3 separate regions of the Mus musculus genome follow, and regions 2 and 3 are each linked to region 1. Evidence: chromatin contacts called from public HiChIP or PLAC-seq and promoter capture Hi-C data. All regions are on one chromosome and are shown on one strand. The core of a region is the stretch at or near the end of the contact, and the rest is flanking DNA. Distances in the headings are between cores, read along the strand shown. Region 1 holds the start of Top2a (topoisomerase (DNA) II alpha). Region 2 has its middle 21 kb from the start of Gm32249. Region 3 holds the start of Krt222 (keratin 222).

What was found. HiChIP or PLAC-seq counts read pairs in DNA pulled down with a chosen protein or histone mark. Capture Hi-C pulls out chosen DNA fragments and counts their contacts.
Region 2: a contact with region 1 is called in an H3K4me3 HiChIP or PLAC-seq map of bone marrow-derived macrophages, with 2.7 times the contacts expected there. The contact joins the enhancer-like site here to the promoter of Top2a in region 1. A contact is called at or near these places in 7 of 39 promoter capture datasets (the C10 cell line, cranial neural crest, frontonasal cranial neural crest and 4 more), 1 of 484 Hi-C or Micro-C datasets (CD4 T cells), 10 of 115 datasets of contacts at active chromatin or transcription factors (bone marrow-derived macrophages, craniofacial prominence, embryonic forebrain and 4 more) and 2 of 9 other capture datasets (adipose tissue and liver).
Region 3: a contact with region 1 is called in a promoter capture Hi-C map of liver. The contact joins the promoter of Krt222 here to the promoter of Top2a in region 1. A contact is called at or near these places in 16 of 39 promoter capture datasets (the 3T3-L1 cell line, 3T3-L1-derived adipocytes, the C10 cell line and 13 more), 1 of 15 datasets of contacts at CTCF or cohesin (large pre-B cells), 6 of 484 Hi-C or Micro-C datasets (CD8 T cells, the G1E-ER4 cell line, cerebral cortex and 2 more), 16 of 115 datasets of contacts at active chromatin or transcription factors (CD8 T cells, the SCID.adh cell line, T-cell acute lymphoblastic leukemia and 10 more) and 3 of 9 other capture datasets (adipose tissue, liver and pancreatic islet).

Annotation. Positions count from the first base shown.
Region 1 is chr11:99,022,567-99,025,815 of GRCm38.p6, reverse strand. It overlaps Top2a (topoisomerase (DNA) II alpha), which reads left to right and starts at 1,627. Exons shown (of 36, transcript NM_011623.2): 1 at 1,627-1,770; 2 at 2,824-2,976. The coding sequence starts at 1,750.
Region 2 is chr11:99,187,986-99,191,443 of GRCm38.p6, reverse strand. No RefSeq gene overlaps it. Among named protein-coding and RNA genes, the nearest start is that of Gm32249, 21 kb to the right of the region's middle. Within about 2 kb of position 2,198, at least 32 of the 459 cell types and tissues checked have an H3K27ac peak or open chromatin away from gene starts, as enhancers often do. A contact at or near this core is called in bone marrow-derived macrophages and microglia, where this site is marked.
Region 3 is chr11:99,241,976-99,245,481 of GRCm38.p6, reverse strand. It overlaps Krt222 (keratin 222), which reads left to right and starts at 1,335. Exons shown (of 6, transcript NM_172946.3): 1 at 1,335-1,539. The coding sequence starts at 1,444. Gm32385 (a long non-coding RNA gene) reads right to left here and starts at 1,587. Exons shown (of 4, transcript XR_389025.3): 1 at 1,500-1,587.

The DNA.
Region 1 (3,249 bases), core at 378-2,877:
AGGCCGGGCAGTGGTGGCACACGCCTTTAATCCAGCACTTAGGAGGCAGAGGCAGGCAGATTTCTGAGTTCGAGGCCAGCCTGGTCTACAAAGTGAGTTCCAGGACTGCCAGGACTACACAGAGGAACCCTGTCTCGAAACAACCTGCCCCCTCCCCCCCCCCAAAAAAAAAAACACCAAAAAAAAGGTCTTAATTGCTGAGTCCCTAGTGGCCCTAAGCATTGAAGTCACCCTCCTTTATTAACACACAGGACAAGGCTAAAAACACTGAAGACAGGATCAGAACAAGGTTAAAACTCTACTCCTTTGGTTTTCCCACCAGCCAGGCCACATTTCTTCATTGGCCTTCTCTTTCACTTTGCCAGCAGGGTTGTTGTTGGACACGTGAAGTTATTTAATAATGGTTGATCTTGGGCGCCTTTTGGAAAGGAAAAATGTTTAAATTTAAGAAATTCCTTGCTGATAATAGCGATTTTTTTGAGGGTGGTGGTGGGGTTAGAGAAAGGGTTTCTCTGTGTAGCCCTGGCTGCTCTGGAACCTGCTCTGTAGACCAGGCTGGCCATAAACTCCAAGATCCACCTGCTTCTGCCTCCCAAGTGCTGGGATTAAAGGGGTGGTGTCGTCACACATAACCAGTTTATATCTACCATTTTTACTTTTAGCACAGGAAATTGAAGCTTCCTCCATCGAGAACCCACCAAGCCCCCACCTCTTATGTCAAATTGAACGGTGCTCTAGACTGCATTATGCATAGAGGGCAAATATAAAGAGCTCTTGTAGATTCCCTCAGCAGCTGACTGAGGGAGAAGTTCCCGTCTCATGAGGGCCTCTCAGCTCCACTGAAGAAGCATGAATGAATCTTTGTATCAGGGGTGATCCACAGGGAGTGTTAGTGCTGCTCGCGATTTTGCTGGCATCTCTATACTCTTCGTGTGTGGCAGCCTAAGACCGCAAGCAGAAGAACTTGCCAGAACTTTGCCAGCATTAACTCAGCGCTTCTCAACTTCCTAAGGTTGCGACCCTTCAACATAGCGTCTCATGTTGTGATGCCCTGCTACCATAATTATTCCATTGCTACTTCATAACTGTAATTTTTTTGCTGCTGTTATGAGTTGTAAGGTAAACTATCTGATATGCGACCCCCAAGAGTCACGACCCACAGGCTGAGAACCGCTGCCTTGGCCAGCCTTGAGGGAGGGATGGCGTTGTTTCCTCGGTCAGGAAAAAAAAAGGAAAACTCATCGCAGGATTAAGACTCTGTAATCTCAACAGATCTGAAATAAAGAATGAGCATCCGTTTTCTAGTTATATTCAGAAGGACGGCTTAGTCAACCACTTTGCACTTCCAAAATGCCTTCCCTCTCTTCAGAGTGTCTCTCAGAGCACATGGACCTTCCTCATTGGTCAGATTTTCTGTCAGTACCACCAACAATTGCTATTGGTCCATTTTGAAGATTCTCCCGCCTTCTTTTACCTAATTGGTTTATTCGAAAAGGCGGTCTTTTGTTCGAATAAAAGACGATCTACGATTGGTTACTGCAAACAGAGCCAATGAGAGCGAGTCGGTGATTGGTTCCTCTGATTTGGGCGGGCTAGATAAAGGTTCAAATGAAACTAGGGAAGCTCTCCTAACCGACAAGCGTCTGTGAGGGGAGCGTCCAGGTCCCGCGTCGCGCGTCGCGGGTCGCCTAGCGTTTCCCGCTGGTTTTGTCGCTTTCCGGATTCTCGAGCCTCTTCAGGACCGTCACCATGGAGTTGTCACCGCTGCAGGTACAGCTCGCGGATGGGGCCGGGTAGTAGAGCCTTTACGTGGCCTCTGCGTTCATGGCTGACGGCGAGAGTTGAGGTTCCAGGGCCGAGCGCTGGCCGGCGACCGGCTGGATCCGGTCAGCCCCATCTTCTGGGCCTTGAGGGGTCGTGGACTGGGTGAAGCTCTTTCCGAAATGATATCTATAATCTAATCTGGGTTCTTGAGTGTTGTGTTTTTATTGTTTGTGGGAGCAGGTTCAACTAGTCCTGCGATCGGTCTGTAGTCTAATGGCTTCTGTGTGACTTCCAGCCGGCTTATACTCGAATTCAGTGGCCCTCTTCCCTTCCCTGGGTGATTTGAATAACTCATCACGGAAGGTGCAGAGCATGGCAGTTCCCATTGAGGAGCTGGCCGACCGAGTGGCTCAAAAAAAGTCCAGTTTCGGGATGTGAATGTAGCCAAGGGTTTGCATTGCTAGCATCCCAACTGCTACGGGTGGATACCATCTGTAATCGGCACGAGCCTATGTCGGCACTCACTAAATATTTTCCCATTAGATGGAAGAAGTTGAGTGTAGTTTATCGATGACATAAAAAATATTACTCAAGGCAGAAATGTCCATACTTGCAGAACTAAAATACCTATTTAAACGGGCATCTGTAGCCAGACCTAGTGGGGCAGGCCTGAAATGGCAGCTGCTCCAGAGACTGAGGCAAGAGGATGCCTTAAGCTATTTAATGGGACTCTCAAAAACAGCAACAGGGGGTGAAAAAAATGGTCTGGGAATTTTGCTCAGTGGTCAGAGCATTTGCCTAGCATGTGCATGCAAGGGGGGGTGGGGGGACCTTGGGTTCCATCCCCAGCATCACGAATACTCAAACCACAGAACCTAATCACAAGGATTTTAATTGACTTGTTCGTTCAAAACTATGTAAACTCTACCAGTACCTACAAGCAGGGGATAGATGGTGATAGAGTGTATGGACTTTATCATTGTTGCAGATATTTTGTTGACCACTTCTGATAAACTTGTGGCTAAAATTAAGTTTATTTTTAATTCCCCTAATGGCTAGCCTGTAAATGAAAATATGCTAATGAACAAAAAGAAGAATGAAGATGGCAAGAAAAGATTGTCTATTGAAAGAATCTATCAGAAAAAAACACAACTGGAACATATACTGCTCCGCCCAGATACCTACATTGGCTCTGTGGAGTTAGTGACCCAGGTAAAACCAAACTAGCAAAGTGCGCTTGCTTTATTGTCATGGCATACTTTGTCAGGATTTTTTTTTTTTTTTTTACTTATTTACTGTCATTGGAACTGATCCATCATTCATGTATATACTGCAGGCGTGTGTGTGTGTGTGTGTGTGTGTATGTGTGTGTGTGTGTGTGTGTGTTTCAACATTCTAGAAGACCACTCCTGGTTGTGTTGGTGCACGCCTTTGATCCCAACACTCAGGAGTCAGAGGCAGGTGGATCTCTGAGGCCAGCCTGGT
Region 2 (3,458 bases), core at 949-3,448, 170 kb before region 1:
GATGAAGCTACCAACACCATCAGAAATCTGAGAAGGATAAATTATAGAAACCAAATAATGTCTCAGTTAGAATGACAGAGACTTACCACTACCTAGACTGTCACCCTGGGCTCCTATGGTCTCGATGGCTTCACTGGGGGCAGTGGTCGGTCTTCATACAGGACAGAATTTAAGTTTTAGCTGCCATAGAGTGCAGCATCAGCCTTTGGCTCCTAACCCCAGGTTTGAGAGGTTTTCCTGTGGAGAAGGAACTTAGGAAGATTGACCCCACTTTGACTTAGAATATGGCAGTCAGCCCAACAGTGTCCGTAGCTTGGGCAGAACCCTGGCAACAGGCAAGGCATAGGCAGTTTCACCAAGTGGTCAGTGTTACCACATGCAGGTGGAGTTGGCGGTGCTCCACAAGAGGTTTTAAAAAAAAATTAAAAACGTGATGTCCCCCAAATACTGAATATTTTAGTAGATCAAATTTGAAAAATGGTCTCTCTGCATTCCTCTTGAACTAAGTCTCAAGACAGCACCGAGAGGAGTCCTCCCTATGACTTTGGAAGAGACCATCCTTGTTCCCAAGAGAGACATGGGGAATGGGTTAAACTAGCCTGCCGCCTCCCCAATATACCAGCTTTGCTTCTCCTGCCCTCAGTTTCCCCCAGTACCCACCCTCACCCTGTCCTGTGGGGTGTGGAAGACTTTGCACTGCCACTAACCTATCACACACACACACACACACACACACACACACACCTGCACACCTGTTTCCTAGGGTCTTTGTTAGGTCTCTCATCCCGGGTGTCAAGAAAGAAGCTCAAGCCGGACAACAGAAGGATTTCTGGCAGGTTGGTAGAGGCCAGCAGTCCTCAATCATTGCCTTGCCTCCAGCAGAAGGGAAATGACTCTCCATTGATAAGAACACCTATAGCACTTATCAGCACATCAAAGCCCATCCTGCCTCCAGGCTCCCTCAGTCTCTACTACTCACTAGTACTTGTTAGACACCTCAAAGCCTTCCTAATGGCTTACTGTCTCTCCTCACCTCCCCAGGCTTCCTATCTCCCAGATACCCACTCACTCTCCACGTAATGGCATAATGGCAATGTTGTCCCCAACCTCCCTCTCCTGCTCCTCCATCTCTCTATTCCTCATCCTCTGCTCTCGAGCCCTGGCCATATCCAAACCGTTTCTCTTTCTCTCTTCTCTGGACAATTCCAGATGCCTCTGGATAATTTCCCTCCCTTATTCACAACCAAAACATTTAATGGAGTGGCCCACGCGAGCAGTTTCTTTACTGCACCCCCCTTGCATACAGTCTTCATTCTCTATAAGGTTCTACTGTTCCATAAAACGTTTACATTTTTTGCATGATTTTTTTTTCTTGTTAATCTGTCTTTTGTTACAGAAATCCAGGCAAGAACTCAAAAGGGTTAAAGTTGGGTGAGGGAGAGTCCCTTGCTTACAAAATCAACTTTTCCACTCCTGGTCTGAGTTGTTCTAGGTCAGTGCAGCTGAAATGCCGGATAGTTAGCACAGGACCGTTTGGAAGTCTGGTAGCCTGCAACAAGCCAACTTATTTACAAGCATTTTACTGCACTAGGATCAAGAAAGGAGAGTAAGCCTGGCCTGGAGGCTCACACTGAACGACTTCAGCACTTGGAAGTTGACGTTGGAAGATTGCTGTGAATTTGAAGCCAGTCTGGCGGGCTACATGAGTTTCAGGCCAGCATGGGCCACACTGTGAGACCCAGTCTCAAAAAAAGAAGGAAGAGAAGAGCCAAGGGGGAGCGGGACCAGAGAAGTTTACAAGCATAGGGACTGCATCTCACCCAAGCATCCTTTCTCTGACAGCACTTCCTGATGGGAAGGTTAAGGGGAGAAGCAATAATCCCAGGGCTGATAGCGCCTGTGATGCGCTGTTACAAACCACCTGAAGTGGCAGGTTAGGAGCCGCCTCTTCTGCTTGGCCTCTAGCGCCCTCTACAGGAGCTTGGCAAGAACTGGCCGCAGGGACCTCGGACAAAATCTGACTCCGCTCAGTTTGAGATTGAGGAAGGGCATTTTACCACAACTGTGGGAAAGTCCCTGGGCTAACTGAAACAAGTTGGTCATCTCGCTAAATAAAGCTGAACCTAAGCTATATACAGGGATCGGACAGGGACCCGTGCGACCCTACCTTCATCTTTACGGTTGAAATGAGAACAGAGAATGAAAATGGGAACTTTCTGACTCAGTCAGTGGGACAGAACGCTGTGTCAGCCGTGGCAGCCCAGGCTGGGCAGAGAGGCTGGTAACTTTAAGTTTCCTTTGGGCCGTTAATCATTGGTCTTTCACTCATTCAACATTATTCAGTATCTGCCAAGAGCCTTACTTGGCTCAGATGAGGTCCAGTGTGATATGGTCCCCGTGCTTTGTCAAGTGGAAGAGCAATTTGAGCATAGGACAGGACCCAGGTGGCTACAGGACCTCCGAGTTGCACACTGGAGCACCAGGGCCAGCTCCCAGGGTAGCCTCTCCCAGTCCAGTGCCCTCTGCTTTGCACTGGAAAAGATTGATTCGGAGTCAGAACAACTTTGAAAGCCCGGAGGCCTGGGTGGAGTGGGGGGTAGGGATAAATCATATAAAAGTGTGTTTTTATACATTCCAGTGTCAGTGTTTGGGAAAGACTGTTCTGTGGCCTAGTTGTATTGAGAATAAGGGTATGTGACATGGATTGTAGATGAGACTGGCTGGGAAGGACACATCATGGTGGCTTTCTCTTACTTCCTTTGGGCTTGGGCTTGGGCTTGGTTAGGGTTTGGAGTCTCAGGACTGGAAGAGGAGCAGGAGGTCACAGTGGTTAGAAGAGGTGCCAGACGTTCTGCTGGACAAAGATCAAGTGCAGGGGCCATTTGTCATTCTTTCGGGGCTAAAGAAAAGCATACTGCCCAGGGTCCCTTCCCACTCACGCTCAAAGACAAGCCCTGGACCCCTGGGCAGGATGACTGCTCCAAGGGTGGGATTCAGTCTGGGCTGAGAACCAGAGCTCTTCCCAGTCTCCTCCCCTCCACTTCTCCCCTCTTGTTCCAGCTTAGCCCTGTCCCATCTCCTTCTCTCTGTTTTCTAAGAGAGAAGGGCCCAGTTCTAAGAACTCTCCGCCAGCCATCCCTCCGAGGGACAGTCATCCTCCTCCTGCCTTCTCTGCCTCACAGGACCACACAGGTGAGAGCCACCCAAGGTTTCTCATTTCTTTCTTCGGTCTTCACGATTCTCCTCGGAGCTGGGCCCAAGGCTCCTGCTGCTCAGAGCTTTCCCCTTTCCCTGGCTCTGCAACACTGATAGCAAATCCTGACTTGCATACAACGGAAGGCAAATCCTGCCTGACAGCCTGTCTGCTCTTCTGTGCTCGGGAAGACACGGGGGTAAAAGAAGAGGTAGGGAGGCGAACTCCACCTGAGGGTCTGGAGAGATAAAGTCTCACGGGGCCA
Region 3 (3,506 bases), core at 86-2,585, 220 kb before region 1:
CCAGAATGAAAAGATTGGGTGGAACACCGTTGTTGGAAGAGCTGAGGGTGAGTCCCTTCAGTGTGACGTGTTCTCTACCTGCTCTCTAGTAGCAAAAGTCTCCCTCAGTGGGGGTCCCATTGCAGGGGCCGAAGGGCTCCATTTCACAAGCCTGGTAGAATTAACTCCTGGCTCCCACCCTGCTCCAGTGCCCGTCTCCAGCCTCGCCTCATCTGGAATAAGAGTGACTTCAGGAATCCACCTCAATCCCTCACACTCTACTCCTGGGCTGGCGTCCACGGCCGGCCGTTTGAGAACCACGGCTCATGACAGTCATCTGCCTCACTCGAGAGTAGAGTAGCTGTCAGAACGCTGGACATGTACAAACACATTCAGAGGACTTTCCGTAGCATTCGGGGTTTTTAAAATTAATTTTCTTAAGTTAGCATACAAAGTCACAGGGAAGCCATTTCACCATTTCCTTCCATGGGACATTGTCCTGTTTGTAGGCATCCACCTCCGCCATGGCCCTTCACCACCACCCACAACCTTACCTGTCTCATCTGAACCAGTCCCTGCCTGCTTCTTGTCACCTGTATTCCTTTAACCCTTTGTTTCCTTCTGCCTTCCCTCTCCTTTAGCATTTTGTTAAAAAATCAAAACATTTTTTTTTAAAATACTATAAAGAAAAGTTTAAACTATCATATTTGGAGCCCAGTATAATTATTTTTTTAAAAGAATTATTTATTTTATGTATATGAGTACACTGTCGCTGTCTCCAGATACACCAGAAGAGGGCATCTGATCCCATTACAGATGGTCGTGAGCCACCATGTGGTTGCTGGGAATTGAACTCAGGACCTCTGGAAGAGCAGTCAGTGCTCTTAACCACTGAGCCATTTCTAAAGCCCCCCAGTTTAATTCCTAAGCAATATGTTGGAAAAGCTAAATAAATTTCGTGTTTTATTTTGGGTTTGGGAGGTGGTTTGTTTGGGTGTCGTTGTTTCTGTTGTTTTGTTCTCCATCAGGGGTCTCACTACGAAGTCCTGACTGACCTTGAACTCAAGATCATTCTGCCTGAGTGCTAAGATAATATGCCTGCCCACTGTGACTGGCTAACTACAATTTGCTTAAGGTTGTGAGCACCCCACCCCCACAGGCAAAGCATTCACTTTGCATAGGAAACCTTTGCAGTGACCCTGTGGGTGTCATTTTCCTCTCTTCCTGGAGACTCCGAAGGTCTCTGCTGTATCAACAACAATGGGCGGGAAGGGTTTCTCAACATTTGCATAATTAATTAGCAACCCTGGAGTTTCCCCCGGCTTCTGGTGGGGGAAATGGATCTCTGCTTCTTTAAGGCTCTGCGGGGCTGTCTGCTCTGGCGACGCAGGCAGGGCAGGCTCTGCCGCAGCGGCTCATCCCATCGCTAAGGTCCAGTTAGCCAAGGTGGAGGATGGGAAAAGAATGGAGCTGTCCCAGCTCCTCAATGAGATCAGGGCAAACTATGAACAGCTCCTCACCAGAAATCAGATAGAGACGGTGTTGTCGACGCGGATCCAGGTAATGATTTCATTCAGCCAGGCACCTTCAGGATAAGGAGACAGTCCATGTCTACCCGATTCCTGTCCCGGCCTCTCTGAGGTACAGTATCTCCTTTTCCACGCAGCATCTACTGGGGAGGCGATGTAGGTGTTCCTGCACTGGGTCTGGGGTGGCAGGCAGGGAGAAAACCCTTTGGCTGTGCTGTTGAATAACCATTCAATAAATATTGATTGATGCATTGGGATTTTATAGAGATCGTAAGGTGACCGTCATTACTAAAACATGGAGTCAACAAGCAATAAAATGGTGCTCTCTGACCTCTTTGGGTTTTTTTTTTTTTTTTTTTTTTTTTTTTTTTTTTTTTTTTTCAGGAAGGAAGCATTCCAAACAACTCTTCAAAGATATTATGGAGTTAATTATAGAGGCAATTTAAATAACATCTGTAGACTCCAAGCTTGATAGTCAAGATTGTTTGCCTTGCACACTCTGGGGGGAGACAAAAAGCAAGAAAAATATTTCTAGAAGGTTTCTATCATATTTCCCAAGCACTTGGTTTCATACTGACTGTTATAAATAGAATCAACTGAGCATGTGAATGTGGCTTTGAGAACCAAGAATACAGATCTGACAATCAAAATCCCCCCAGCTGAGTAGTGAGAGACTCTACACTTAAAAGTAGCCATTTTTGCTTTGGGGGTAGAAGAACTGTTTACTTCCGACACAAAGCTTGCAAGATATTTAAAATAAATAAATGAAACAGAGCCAACTCAGACCAAGGCTCAATTCAAATCCTGTCTACTCAGTTTCAAAGTAATACCTGCCTTTAATAATTAAGGCCTCAAATTTAAATAAATTTAAAAGCAAATATTTGGGAAACAAAGTTTCAGAAACTCAGGACGGTTTTATTAGCTTACCTCTTATACCCGGGTTCAAATTGTATTCCCAGCACCTGGACACAGCAAAGAGTTTACTTAAGAACAGGGCCAAAAAACAAAAACAAAACAACAACAAAAAAATGATAGCTAAAAAAAAAAATCACAGGACTTTGTTTCGTTAGTAACTTATTGCAATATCATTATAAATTTTGCCTGTGGGTAATAGTCTTGGTTTTTAAAAAGAATGATCAGTTCAACGGATTAAACAAGGTCACCGGGCTCTTGGCTTAGATGGAGGAGAAGTTTGTTCTCTTCCCACGTGATAGAGAAAAATATTAAGAGAGGACAACTTTTGAAAATCATAAACCAAATAAAAATTTTGCAAAGTAAACTTATAAGTTGAATTTACAAGTCCCAGTGCTTGAAGTGACTTTGAATTTAAAAAAAAAAAAAAAAAAGCAAAACGTTTTGTAACATAAAAGTTCTTGAGAGAAATGTGTTTTCCCAAGTAACTCACAAAGTCGGTTTATTATATTATTGTAACATATGCAAAGCCCTGGGTTCAAGCCCTAGAACGATGCAAGTAAATCCGGAAAATAAACATACAGTTGCTTTGGCTAACAAGTAGTGCATAGTAAGTCACCTCCCAAAACTCAACAACCTAACATTTAGACCAACGCATCCTGTCTTGTAATTCAGTAGGATGAGGAGGCTGGGGGATGGGGACTCTGGGTGGTGCCCTACTGACTGGCATAACCAAAGTGACTGGCTAATGTGTTTGGGACCTTGGCAAGAGCTTACTGGAAGGCTAGCCTGAGATCCTTGAGCCTGCTACCTGCCCCCTCCACGTGGCCTCGGGTCCCTCTCTACCTAGCCTCCCTATATGACCTCTCTAACCAGGTATCCAGGTTTCTAAAATGATGACCCAGGGCTCCCAAAAACATGACGTGGAAGCTGACAGGCTTCTTATGGCTTAGCCTAGAATCTGCACAGCGTCTGTCACCTCTACCATAGCCAATTGGTCACAGCAAGACTCAGGACAGCCTGATTCAACCTTGAATCACGGATGTGAACTTGGGGGAGGTGTGGCTCACTAGGGACCATCTTAGG